2 separate regions of the Zea mays genome follow, and region 1 is linked to region 2. The links are chromatin contacts, called in public Hi-C maps. All regions are on one chromosome and are shown on one strand. The core of a region is the stretch at or near the end of the contact, and the rest is flanking DNA. Distances in the headings are between cores, read along the strand shown. Region 1 holds the start of LOC100193292. Region 2 holds the start of LOC542454 (60S acidic ribosomal protein P0).

Region 1 (5,571 bases), core at 89-2,588, 420 kb after region 2:
GAAAACCCGGTCCTGGGAGAAGGAGATTCCGCCGCAAGCTCGGAGTAGCGCCGCCACCGTTGAATCGGCCCTCGGTTGGATTATCGGCCTCGACGAATAGGCCTGCTGCTCCGGGCGACCCCGCCACACGTGTAGGAACCATCTATTGGCAAGGAGCACCTGTGGCGGACTGTTGATTTCTCACCGTCGTCGTTCTTCTTTGCCATCCCGTGCAGAAACCGGCATCCAGCTCGACGCGAATTCGGTAAGCAATCCATACCTTGCTCGTGTCCGCCCCGCGCTCCCTAGTTCATGACCGTGTAGAATTTAGACTTCCGGTGAGCCGCACAGCTAGACACCGCCATGGCTATACCATAGCCACGAATCGTGGCGGACCGTGTCACCGCGACCACAATCCAGGATAAAACTCGCGCCAGTCAGCTCGGCTAGGGGCGAATTTGGTTCTGCGAAATTTCGGGCGCGAATTACTCACTGGCAGGGTAGATCGGTGATACTCCGGCGAAGTTTGCCGGGTGGGAGTGACGGCGCCGTTGGGGTGGGTTGTCCAGGGGAGAAGACGAAACCAGCGTCGTCCGATCCTCTGCGGAGGGTTAAGATTAGAAGAACATACCTCTTCGCGTAGGATTAGATCCTGGTTGTTGGTGCTAGATCGTACGCCTCATATTAGATCACGCGTAATTGGAACCTGAACCTTAGATCGTGGATCCAACGGTTGCGAGCGCGCACCGGTTCGCGAGGAATGTAGATTTAATCAGGGCCGTTGAAAATAGATCTGACGGTCTAGATCCGTGGTATCCCCTTTCACAGGGACATTTTGCTTAAGAAACCTCGGACTTTCTGGAAACTAACCCGCCGTCCTATGCAGCTGTTCACTGAGTCTTGGGAATTCTTGCGCAGAAACCCCCGGGCTTCTCTGTTTTTATGCGCCCGGTCTAGGAAATAGAAAATCCAGTAAAAGTAATTAGAAAATGATTTTTAATGTAAAAATGAATGCTAGAACTTGTTTAATTCATATAAAACAAGTCCAAAAGTTATGTTCTGTTTTTATGTTCCTAGCGGCGGACCGTCTGCGCCTGTGCAGAGGGCACAGCTGCTGGTTCTCGTTATAGTGATTGGCGCCCGAAAAGGTGTCAACAGATAGCTCTAAAAGCTGATGATTGGAATGGCTCCGTTAAACGAAAGACCGAGAGGAGAGCATCCAAGGAAGGATAGGGCTGGCGCCCCCCGCCACACATGCCAAAAGCATCCCAGTCGGAGGCACCTCTCATTTCTCGTCGTCTTTGTTTGTATGTTCCATTAGCACAGACTGAAGCGCAACTAGAGGATACAGCCATCCATTGGTAGTACACAGGGTCCCACCCACAAGAGAGGCATGGCGGCCACATCGTCCCTGAAGAGCAGCCTTCTCCTCCCGTCTACCATCTCCGACTTCAGTGGCGCAGCCGCAGCCGTCTCCATCTCAACGCAGGTAACTACGCAGCACGGAAAGCAAGATTGGAAGCCTCCCACCCTAAGCATTTAGAATTAAATACGTAATAATCTTTGGATTGGACGTTAACTCCCTGTCTTTAGCAGCAAATGTCTAGAACTATAGTTGCATCGCCGCGAAAAAGCACTGCAGAACTTCTCTCACTAGCAGTAGCGGGCATAGCAAATCACCAGAACATAACGCATTTATTCACCAAATCAATCAGCGCCACCATGGAATTTGATTTGGCAGAAGAGGAGATCACGGGGGGCGAGGGTGCAGGTCTCAGCGGCTGCGGACTCCAAGAACATTCTGGTCATGGGGGGGACTAGGTTCATCGGGGTCTTCCTGTCCAGGCTCCTTGTCAAGGAGGGCCACCAGGTCAGTAGTCTGCCATCACCCCCTTTGCTCTGCAATCACCGGCCGTTCAGAGCCACCAGGTTGTTGTTTTTCAAAGAAAATTTAAAACGAAAATCGTCAACCTCAGGTCACATTGTTCACCAGGGGAAAGGCACCCATAACTCAGCAGCTGCCAGGGGAGTCCGACGCGGAGTACGCAGACTTCTCCTCCAAGGTGTGTCGGTTTCTGTTCCTTTGTTGTTTTGCTTGCATGTACCCAGTAGCAGGATAAAGCCCATTATGTTGGTGGCTCTGCATTAGTCGAATAGGCCAAGAAGAGGATGCCATTTGGCCTGGCTTGGGTGAATGGGCTGGAAGCGTCCATGTAAGAAGAACACAAATAGCCTGGAGTGTGGTGAGAGAGAGGACTGTGATGGAACAGAATAACATCTTATTCTTCAAGCCTATGTTATCTTCTGTTTCTCTTCTTCTTCCCTACTGCCGACGATGGTGAGAGGTAGACGCTAACAAGTGGTATCGGATTCGTCGATTCTCGGCTTTCTTGGGTGCTCCCTGTCTCACGCTGGATCTGACCGTTGTTCACCACCATTTTACTTGTCTTCATTGCCAATAAGTCCTCATGAATCCAAATACTCAGATCATATTGGATGAGATTTCTCGACGTTGCGTTGACCATGACGCCAAATGGGACCGTCATGTGTCCAAGCAGGAATCTCGTTGGGATACTGCCTTTTCAAAGTTCACATCGGGTCAGGAAGGGCTTGTCAATGCCTTAGAGAAGGCAACTGGTGTGCTGCTCGATGATTGACATATGAGCATGGAAGATATGGTTTATGATCTCGAAGCATTAGGAGCGCGTGGTGGTTGACAAGCAGTCATCGATGGCGGGAGTTCTCGCTTCCTCTCTCCTACGGCTGTCGAGCGCCCACCTGTTGGATCTCCAACAAATTCGCCCCATGGGCGCTGTGTCGACTTGTGCATCAGGAGGATGGATTTAGGTCAGTCACCACCCTTCTTCATCCTTCGGTCAAGGGTATGTGTCCTCCCATACCTCGCCCTATTGTTTTACCTGTTTTGGAGTTTTGATCGCCAGCGTTGTCGACTCAGCGCGGGGATCCATCGTCTGTTGGAGGTTCGGTGGGGCGGTCTGGGGTTGTCTTACTCGAGGTTCAAGATATCGAACATCGGAATTTAATCGATAAGCTAGACATGAGCGAATAATCATTTATCAGGGATTAATAAAAATTAATAAGTAGGCACTACTCGGTCAAATGGTAGTGCCAATGTGCATCTTAAAAACTAAGATATAAAATAGAGTCACCTAGCCATTATCGATCTTTGTCATCTTGCTCATAATCTCTGTTGGAAGCACTTTATCGTGGTCTGACTCAAACTCAAAATCCCCATTCTTTATTTTGATGTCTTCACATTCACTATCAGACTTAAAATCATCTTCATGAAGTTCTCTAACTCTTGAACTTCTACGAAGTTGCATAGCTTCATTTTTTTAATTTCCTTCATCAATATTGGCACATCCTTCAACCAGCCAGTCTTGAGCATTACAAGCAACATTAGATAGAAGTACATCAACATTTTGTCTTGCTTCTATCTTTTTTGCTAAGCAAATTTTGCATTGAATTGAACGAAGACAAGATCAATTGTGCATTGTGCATCTAAGCTTGTTTCTTTTCTTGGTATTCACCTACATTGTAAATCAAATCAGCCAAACAATTTAGAATAGACAAGGCTATTTTTAGTCTATTTAACGACAACACGACAGTTGACAAAGTGAGTTACCATATCAAAGGTGCTCTAGATTCTTTCACAAGAAGAATTAGAGGTGTCTACTATATATCTTGCTAGGCCATTGTGCTAGACTTCTAGTGGGATTCTTTGTTTGATTGGGATGGGTCAACGACCAATTAATTGGGTCAATGACAGATTAATCTGGTTGGCCGATTACTTAGTCGATTATCTATTTATCATATTGGATGTCTATTGATAGCGATTAATAGCCGATTAATAATGGATTTTAGAACATTGGTCTTCCTAAGTTGATTTTTCTAATGTTTGATGACAACAACAAGAGTGCTAGATCGGGGCTACAGGAAATGGTGGGCTGCGTGAGTCGAATATATATGCCTAGAAGAGGCAATGCAAATGTGTTTGGACCCGCGCCTGAATGGGCTGGAGGCATCCATACTCCACGTAAGAGGAAAATAAATAGTGTGGTGTGTGGTGAGAGAGAGAGAGACTATATGATGGAAAAGAATAACATCTTGTTATTGCCCAAGCCTCTGTTATCTTCTTTCGGTTCTCTTTTTCTCTTCTCTTCGTTCCTGAGTGCCGACATTGGTGAGAGGTAGATGCTAACACAATAGTAGACGAACACAAAGGTAGCATATGTCTTTGCGTTAGGCTATCTTCAGCAGATCCCCTATCTATCCTCTATTTCATGGTAAAAAGGATTTGCGTACTAAATCACTGCTTCATCGATCTTAATGCTGTCATATATGGCTTTTGGATGTTTTTTTTTACATATATATATGTACAGGTTCTGCACTTGAAAGGTGACAGGCAGGACTTCGAATTCGTGAAGACAAGCTTGGCTGCCAATGGATACGATGTGGTTTACGACATCAATGGTAATTACTATATATCAAGTATCCAGTAGCGTCGTGTTGTTGCTAACATCCCTGGCCGTCGTTTTCAGGACGTGAGGCTGTGCAAGTTGAGCCCATAATTGAGGCCTTGCCTAACCTGCAACAGTAAGGCAGCTATTATGTTAATTAATTAATTGTACGTACTACCTCATGCATGCATTGAGTGATTAATTAATTAGTAATTTGAATTTTCAGGTACATCTATTGCTCATCGGCAGGAGTGTACCTGAAATCTGACATTCTTCCGCACTGTGAGGTGGTAATATATAAATAATGTCGTTGTTAGTGTATACTAGTATGAATAAATAATAATGGTATGGTATGAATAAATAATCATCAATTCAATCAGGTTGACGCGGTGGACCCCAAGAGCCGTCACAAGGGCAAGCTGGAGACGGAGAGCCTGCTGACCTCGCGCGGCGTGAACTGGACGTCCATCAGGCCCGTGTACATCTACGGCCCGCTCAACTACAACCCCGTCGAGGAGTGGTTTTTCCACCGCCTCAAGGCCGGCCGCCCCATCCCCATCCCCGGCGCCGGCAACCAGATCACGCAGCTCGGCCATGTCAAGGTTGTCGTCGTCGTCAGCCATATTCAGCTGCTTAATTAATAATTAATTGGTTTCGATTCCTCTCCACTCTACTAGCAGGATCTGGCAAGAGCCTTCAACCTGGTGCTCGGGAACCCCAAGGCGAGCAAGCAGATCTTCAACATCTCCGGGGCCAAGTATGTCACCTTCGACGGCCTTGCGCGGGCATGCGCAAAGGCTGGAGGGTTCCCTGAGCCGGAGCTCGTCCACTACAACCCCAAGGAATTCGACTTCGGAAAGAAGAAGGCCTTCCCATTCAGAGACCAGGTACGTATACGTAGTTTTCATACATACATTCAATTCCTTTATTAATTAAGAAACTGCTCGTACGACCTGCTGTCTGCAGCACTTCTTTGCGTCTGTGGAGAAGGCGACGAGCGAACTCGGGTGGACGCCGGAGTTTGACCTCGTCCAGGGGCTCACCAACTCGTACAACCTCGACTTCGGCCGCGGCACGTTCCGGAAGGAGGCGGACTTCACCACAGACGACA
Region 2 (5,537 bases), core at 2,764-5,263:
CCGCCCCGTGGTTCCTGGTTGGATCAGAATCAGAGTACGTACCATCAGCTATACATCCTGTAGCCAAGTTTCTCGATTTCAATTCTATTCGTTCTGTAACAGCCTGGTTTTTTCACCGGATGTGAAGCATATTAGAGCAATGTCGTCTGGAGCCGACACGGGCTCCATCGCCGCCGCTGCCGTAGCTCCGCCGAGGCTCCCCGTGACGTCGGTAATGGGTACAGCTGAAACCAACATGTGTCCAAGACGAAAGCAAGCGTGTGTAAATTGCAAGTGCTAGGTGCGTGCAGAGTCTCTTGTAATGCCCACGCATGCAACGCAAGCAAGAACCTCACCACAACCTGCAGCAGCGCGGCCGGTCCTGCAAGGATCGCCCAGGAGGAGGTAGAGGCCGATGGATGGGAACCTGTCGCCCTCCATCAGCCGAAGCGCCCAGGAGCTGAACGCGCCGTCGAAGGCGAACGCCGTCGGCCGCACGAGCTCCACCGCCTGCGCCGCCTCCTCGAAGCTCTGCTTCAGAACAGGGGGAGACGACGACGAAACTTACTTGCACTCTTTGCCGGAGTGAGTGCTGTGTGCTGTAAGAACCGAGAAAAGGAGATGAAGTGGAGGAGCACGCACGCACCCAGCGGTAGTTGAGAGGGGCGATGATGGCTCCGGCGTAGGTGACGGCGAGGAACAGCTGCACGTACTCGACGCTGCGTTCATGTACAGCAATGGCTCAGCCCCCGATCGTTTCCGCGGCTAACGAATTCCATGCGCCTAGGTAAGCAGGCAGGTACCTGTTGAGGGCGACGGCGGCGACGACGTGGCCAGGGCGCACCCCGCGGTCGGCGAGGCCAGCGGCCAGGCTCCGCACGCCGTCGACGAACTCCGCGCCGGTGAGCCGTCGGCCGCCTGGGCCGGCAGCGACGGCGGCGGTGGCGCTGCCGCGGCAGGCGAGGATCCTGCCAAGGCACTGCGCAATGTGGCCCTGGCGGTGGCGCGGCGCTGCCATCGCCGGCTGGCGCCGTCGACCGAACTCTCTTTGCAAGGTTTGACGCGTGCGGCAAGGAGGGAGGGAGGAGGAAGATAGCACGCGGCCACGACGGGGGACGTTGCGTTGCGACCACAGATTGCAGTGCAGCTGACGATTGACGAGATAGTTAGGGAAGGCTGTGCTGACCGCTGACTACCACGGTACCACCTACTAATGGGTAGCCTGCTCCCATGTTTAAATAGTAAAAAAAGGCTAAAATTCAAATAGGAATTTGAACCAATCTCACACTCACACACAGATCACACACTAGTTGGGAAAAAAAGTGAGACGATGCTATTTATATTTGATTAAGCAGGTGCTGACTGTTGGCGGTTCTGCCTACAGACCCGACTTGCTGTGTGTGCAGCATATTTCTTCGAATTTCAAGTGCATCAATCATTTAGAATTTCGGACAATGTGATTTTAACTTGGGCCAAGCTTCTGGGCAACGTTAAGTTTCATGACACTTTCATCTTTCGCCGAAAGATGAAAGATGTGCTGAACTCTAGTTCGGAGACTAACCAATCTTTTACGCAAAAAAAATCCAAACGGATTTGTTAGGTAAACAGCATCAACCCGAGTGACACAACACAGGTACTTAAAATTTAAGGAGATATCATTGTCGATTACACACGATAATTTGTCTGCTAAAAAATATAGGAAACAGTACTTGTAGATGATAAAAAAAAAAGCCAAAACTTGCAGCAGTTTGACGAAAACAGCAGCTCTAGTCGTCGAAGAGGCTGAAGCCCATTTCCTCGTCCGACTCCTCTTCAGGCTCCGCAGCCTTCTCTTCTTCCTTGGGAGCAGCTGCAGCGCCAGAGTCCCCAGCAGCAACCGGGGCGGCAACAGCAAACTTGCTTGGGTCCTGCAAAACCAAACACAGAAATTAGAATACCTCAAAACACATGGTTCCAAGACATAAACTAGCTACATCGTGATCTGATGATACAGTACATATGATATGGACAAAGAAGCATAGGTATGCATGGTAGTTTAAATGCCAACAAGACACGTTCATAGATATGGACTGTAATCAAATTAAACCAGAATTATACAAGGCCTTGAGTTGCTTAACAACTACCATAGCCCGAGAAAACAAGTTTTACCTTGAGGTACTCCTTGATCTTGTCAGCATGTGGGTACGAGTAGTCTGTCTCGACAGCAACAGCAAGCACATTCTTGTACCCATTGATGAACATGTGGGGCACAGCAGCAAGGGTCGGGTACGAGATCGCCAGTGACAGGGAGGCAACCATGGAGACACCAGTGGCAAACTTCTCAATCAGGTCCTCCTCGGAAAGGTCAAGCACCTCAGGGCTGAACACGGACCCATCCTCGTAGACACTGGTGACCTGGAGGCCGTACGAGAAGGGGCGGATACCCAGCTTGGCGAGCAGGGCAGACTCGGACGAGCCCACCTTTTCACCCTTCTTGATCAGCTCCACAGGGGTGATAATTTCCACGGTACCCTTGTTAATCTTGGTGGGGATGTTAAGCACCTGGAACAAATGACAAATGAGAAAAGCGCCTTTGTGTGCTTGCATTTTAGCTGTATCACAGAGGTGTTGCTTCCAAGGTCACCTGGAAGAAAGAGGTCTGGGACGGATCCAGCCCAGTGTTGCCAGGGGGCACAACAACATCAACTGGAGCAACCAGACCAACACGAGCAGGAGCCCCCACCTGTAGCAAAAACACATCAAATTGTCATTATTATTAATAATGAATAATAGCTTGACATTGGTAGTGTATGTGTAACAGAAACAACAATGATAAACAACATCAAAAAGTGTTACAACACATATGCTTCCACATTATGGCTATCAACATAGGACAGATATGGTGCATGAAAAACTGACTTGTTATGCTATTATCAGAGATGTTTAATCATGAAACTAAGCCCAGACATTCTTAAAGCGATATATACATAGACGTGAATTTAAATTTAGTCTCACAAGTGCAATAAGCGATATCACAATACAGTAACAAACTTTTACAGCTAAGCTACCAACTGAATGTGAAACAATGCTATGAATATAGAATCCTCAATACATACAAAGAGCATGTTTGGGTGCATGAACTAATTGCTACCTATCTAAAAATAGACAAATTTAGCTCTGGTGCATCCAAACAGGGGAGCTAATTGGTAGGCTATTTCTTTTGCGAAGTCTTCAACTAGTTGCTAGAGTACTAGCTAGCTAACTATAGCTAAGTTTGGCTAATTTTTAGCACTAACTAGTAATTAGACATGTGTATACAAACATGGCCCTAACAAAACAATCTGCAAGTATTTAGTGCAGGACAATAGCATAACAGAACGACTATATCCAGGTCACGGACCCGAGTTGCACAGAGCTATATCCAGGCAACTCGATGTGAATTTAAATCTACTATACGTGACATCTCTCCAAGAGTACGGGACACGTACGACACAATTTGCATAAAAAATAAATTTTGTGCCGTGAGCCATCGAATTGCTACTCCGAGCAAGTGATGTTCGCATTAACAGGTAACAGCAAACAACAGGTGCCGGAAAAAACTACAGTTATTCACCTTGTACTTGGCGACCTCCTCGCGCACCTCCTTGAGGTCTCCCTTGGTGAAGATGAGGCCTACGTTGCCGACCAGGAGGTCCATGAGCGGGTCAAAGGTGTGGTTACCGGTCTTCTCGGCGTACACCTTGATGCAACGCCTGATGAGCGTGTTCTTCCCCATGAGCACCACCGAGTCGCCCCTGAGGCCCCGGCGGATGTCCTGGAGCTGCTTGGAACCGACGTTGTCGGCCAGGGCGATGAGCACCTTGGTGTACTCATCGAGCAGGCTGCACAGCTTCTTGTCGTACGCGATCTTCTTCTCCGCCTTAGTCCGCTTGATCGCCATCGCTGCAGAGGAACGCTAACCCTAGCTGGAGGAACGGATCTGTGAAGGGGGGAGTGGAGATACAAGGAGGAGGACCAAGCCTTCGTGAAGGGCAAGGCGGACGGCTTGCGGCGGCGGCGTCGCTTTAACCTAGCTGATAAACGGCTGCGGCCGTGGTTTTTATAGTGTTGGAGGGAGCAGGAGCGCTAGGGTTTCCTCCTTCCATGCCGGCCAAGATGGGCCTGCCTGTTTGTTGGGCTCCTGTAGTCGTAAACCGGGGCAGCATCTTTTGCATAGAAGCCCAAGCATGAGTCCACTACATCTCTACTCTCTACTTTTTTATTTTTTTTTATACTTAAAGCACCAGTTTCAACAATCATCCGCGTAAAATGTTAAAAAACGGTGCAGGTGGTAGGGTGAAAGGGAAATAGGCTTACACCTTTTCCTAGATTGATTTTGGTGGTTAAATTGTCCAACACAAATAATTGGACTAACTAGTTTGCTCTAGTCTATAAGTTTTACAGGTGCCAAAGGTTCACAACAAGCCAATAAAAAGACCAAAGATGAGTTCAAATAAAGAGAGCTAAAGACATCCCAAAGGCACCCTGGTCTGGCGCACCGGACTGTCCGGTGCACCACCGGACTGTCCGGTGCACCACCGGACTGTCCGGTGCACCACCGGACTGTCCGGTGCACCACCGGACTGTGTTCGGTGCACCAGGGAACTCGAAGCTGAACTTGCCACCTTCGGGAAAATGGGAGGCCGCTCCGCTATAATTCACCGGACTGTCCGGTGTGCCAGCGGAGCAATGGCTACTTCGCGCCAACGGTCGACTGCAACCGCATTCAATGCGCTACAGTGCGCGCCAGAGTCAGAGCACGCGCAGTTGGCGCACCGGACAGTCCACAGGACCTGTCCGGTGCACCACCGGACAGCCCAGAGGCCCCACCAGTCAGAGCTCCAACGGTCGAACCCTAACGGCCTGCTGACGTGGCTGGCGCACTGGACTGTCCGGTGCGCCATGCGACAGACAATCTTCCAACGACCACTTTTGGTGGTTGGAGCTATAAATACCCCAACCACCCCACCATTCATTGCATCCAAGTTTTCCACCTTCCAACACATTACAAGAGCTATAGCATTCAATTCTAGACACAACCAAAGAGATCAAATCCTCTCCCAAGTCCGGAATCACTCCAAATCAAATAGTGACTAGATAGAGCGACATTTGTGTTCATTTGAGCTCTTGCGCTTGGATTGCTTCTTTTCTTTCTCATTCTTTCGTGTGATCAACTCAATTGTAACCGAGGCAAGAGACACCAATTATGTGGTGGTCCTTGCGGGAACTTTGTGTTCCATTTGATTGAGAAGAGAAGCTCACTTGGTCTAAGTGACTGTTTGAGAGAGGGAAAGGGTTGAAAGAGACCCGGTCTTTGTGACCACCTCAACGGGGAGTAGGTTTGCAAGAACCGAACCTCGGTAAAACAAATCCTTGTGTCATACTCTTTATTTGCTTGGGATTTGTTTTTCGCCCCCTCTCTCGGACTCGTTTATATTTCTAACGCTAACCTGGCTTGTAGTTGTGCTTAAGTTTATAAATTTCAGATTCGCCCTATTCACCTCCCCTCTAGGCGACTTTCAATTGGTATCAGAGCCCGG

The links. A called contact is a pair of places that touch in the nucleus more often than the background predicts.
Region 1: a contact with region 2 is called in a Hi-C map of leaf, with 10 times the contacts expected there. The contact joins the promoter of LOC100193292 here to the promoter of LOC542454 in region 2. A contact is called at or near these places in 3 of 25 Hi-C or Micro-C datasets (all in leaf).

The regions. Positions count from the first base shown.
Region 1 is chr6:15,226,580-15,232,150 of Zm-B73-REFERENCE-NAM-5.0, forward strand. LOC100193292 reads left to right here and starts at 1,339. Exons shown (of 9, transcript NM_001138433.1): 1 at 1,339-1,468; 2 at 1,721-1,849; 3 at 1,956-2,042; 4 at 4,383-4,473; 5 at 4,542-4,596; 6 at 4,687-4,747; 7 at 4,841-5,062; 8 at 5,141-5,347; 9 at 5,427-5,571. The coding sequence starts at 1,373.
Region 2 is chr6:14,802,394-14,807,930 of Zm-B73-REFERENCE-NAM-5.0, forward strand. It overlaps LOC542454 (60S acidic ribosomal protein P0), which reads right to left and starts at 4,014. Exons shown (of 4, transcript NM_001371630.1): 1 at 3,572-4,014; 2 at 2,603-2,701; 3 at 2,128-2,520; 4 at 1,600-1,886. The coding sequence starts at 3,898. The coding sequence ends at 1,746. LOC100275595 (putative AMP-dependent synthetase and ligase superfamily protein) reads right to left here and starts at 1,112. Exons shown (of 10, transcript NM_001149645.2): 1 at 783-1,112; 2 at 626-698; 3 at 336-510; 4 at 117-224; 5 at 1-14. The coding sequence starts at 997.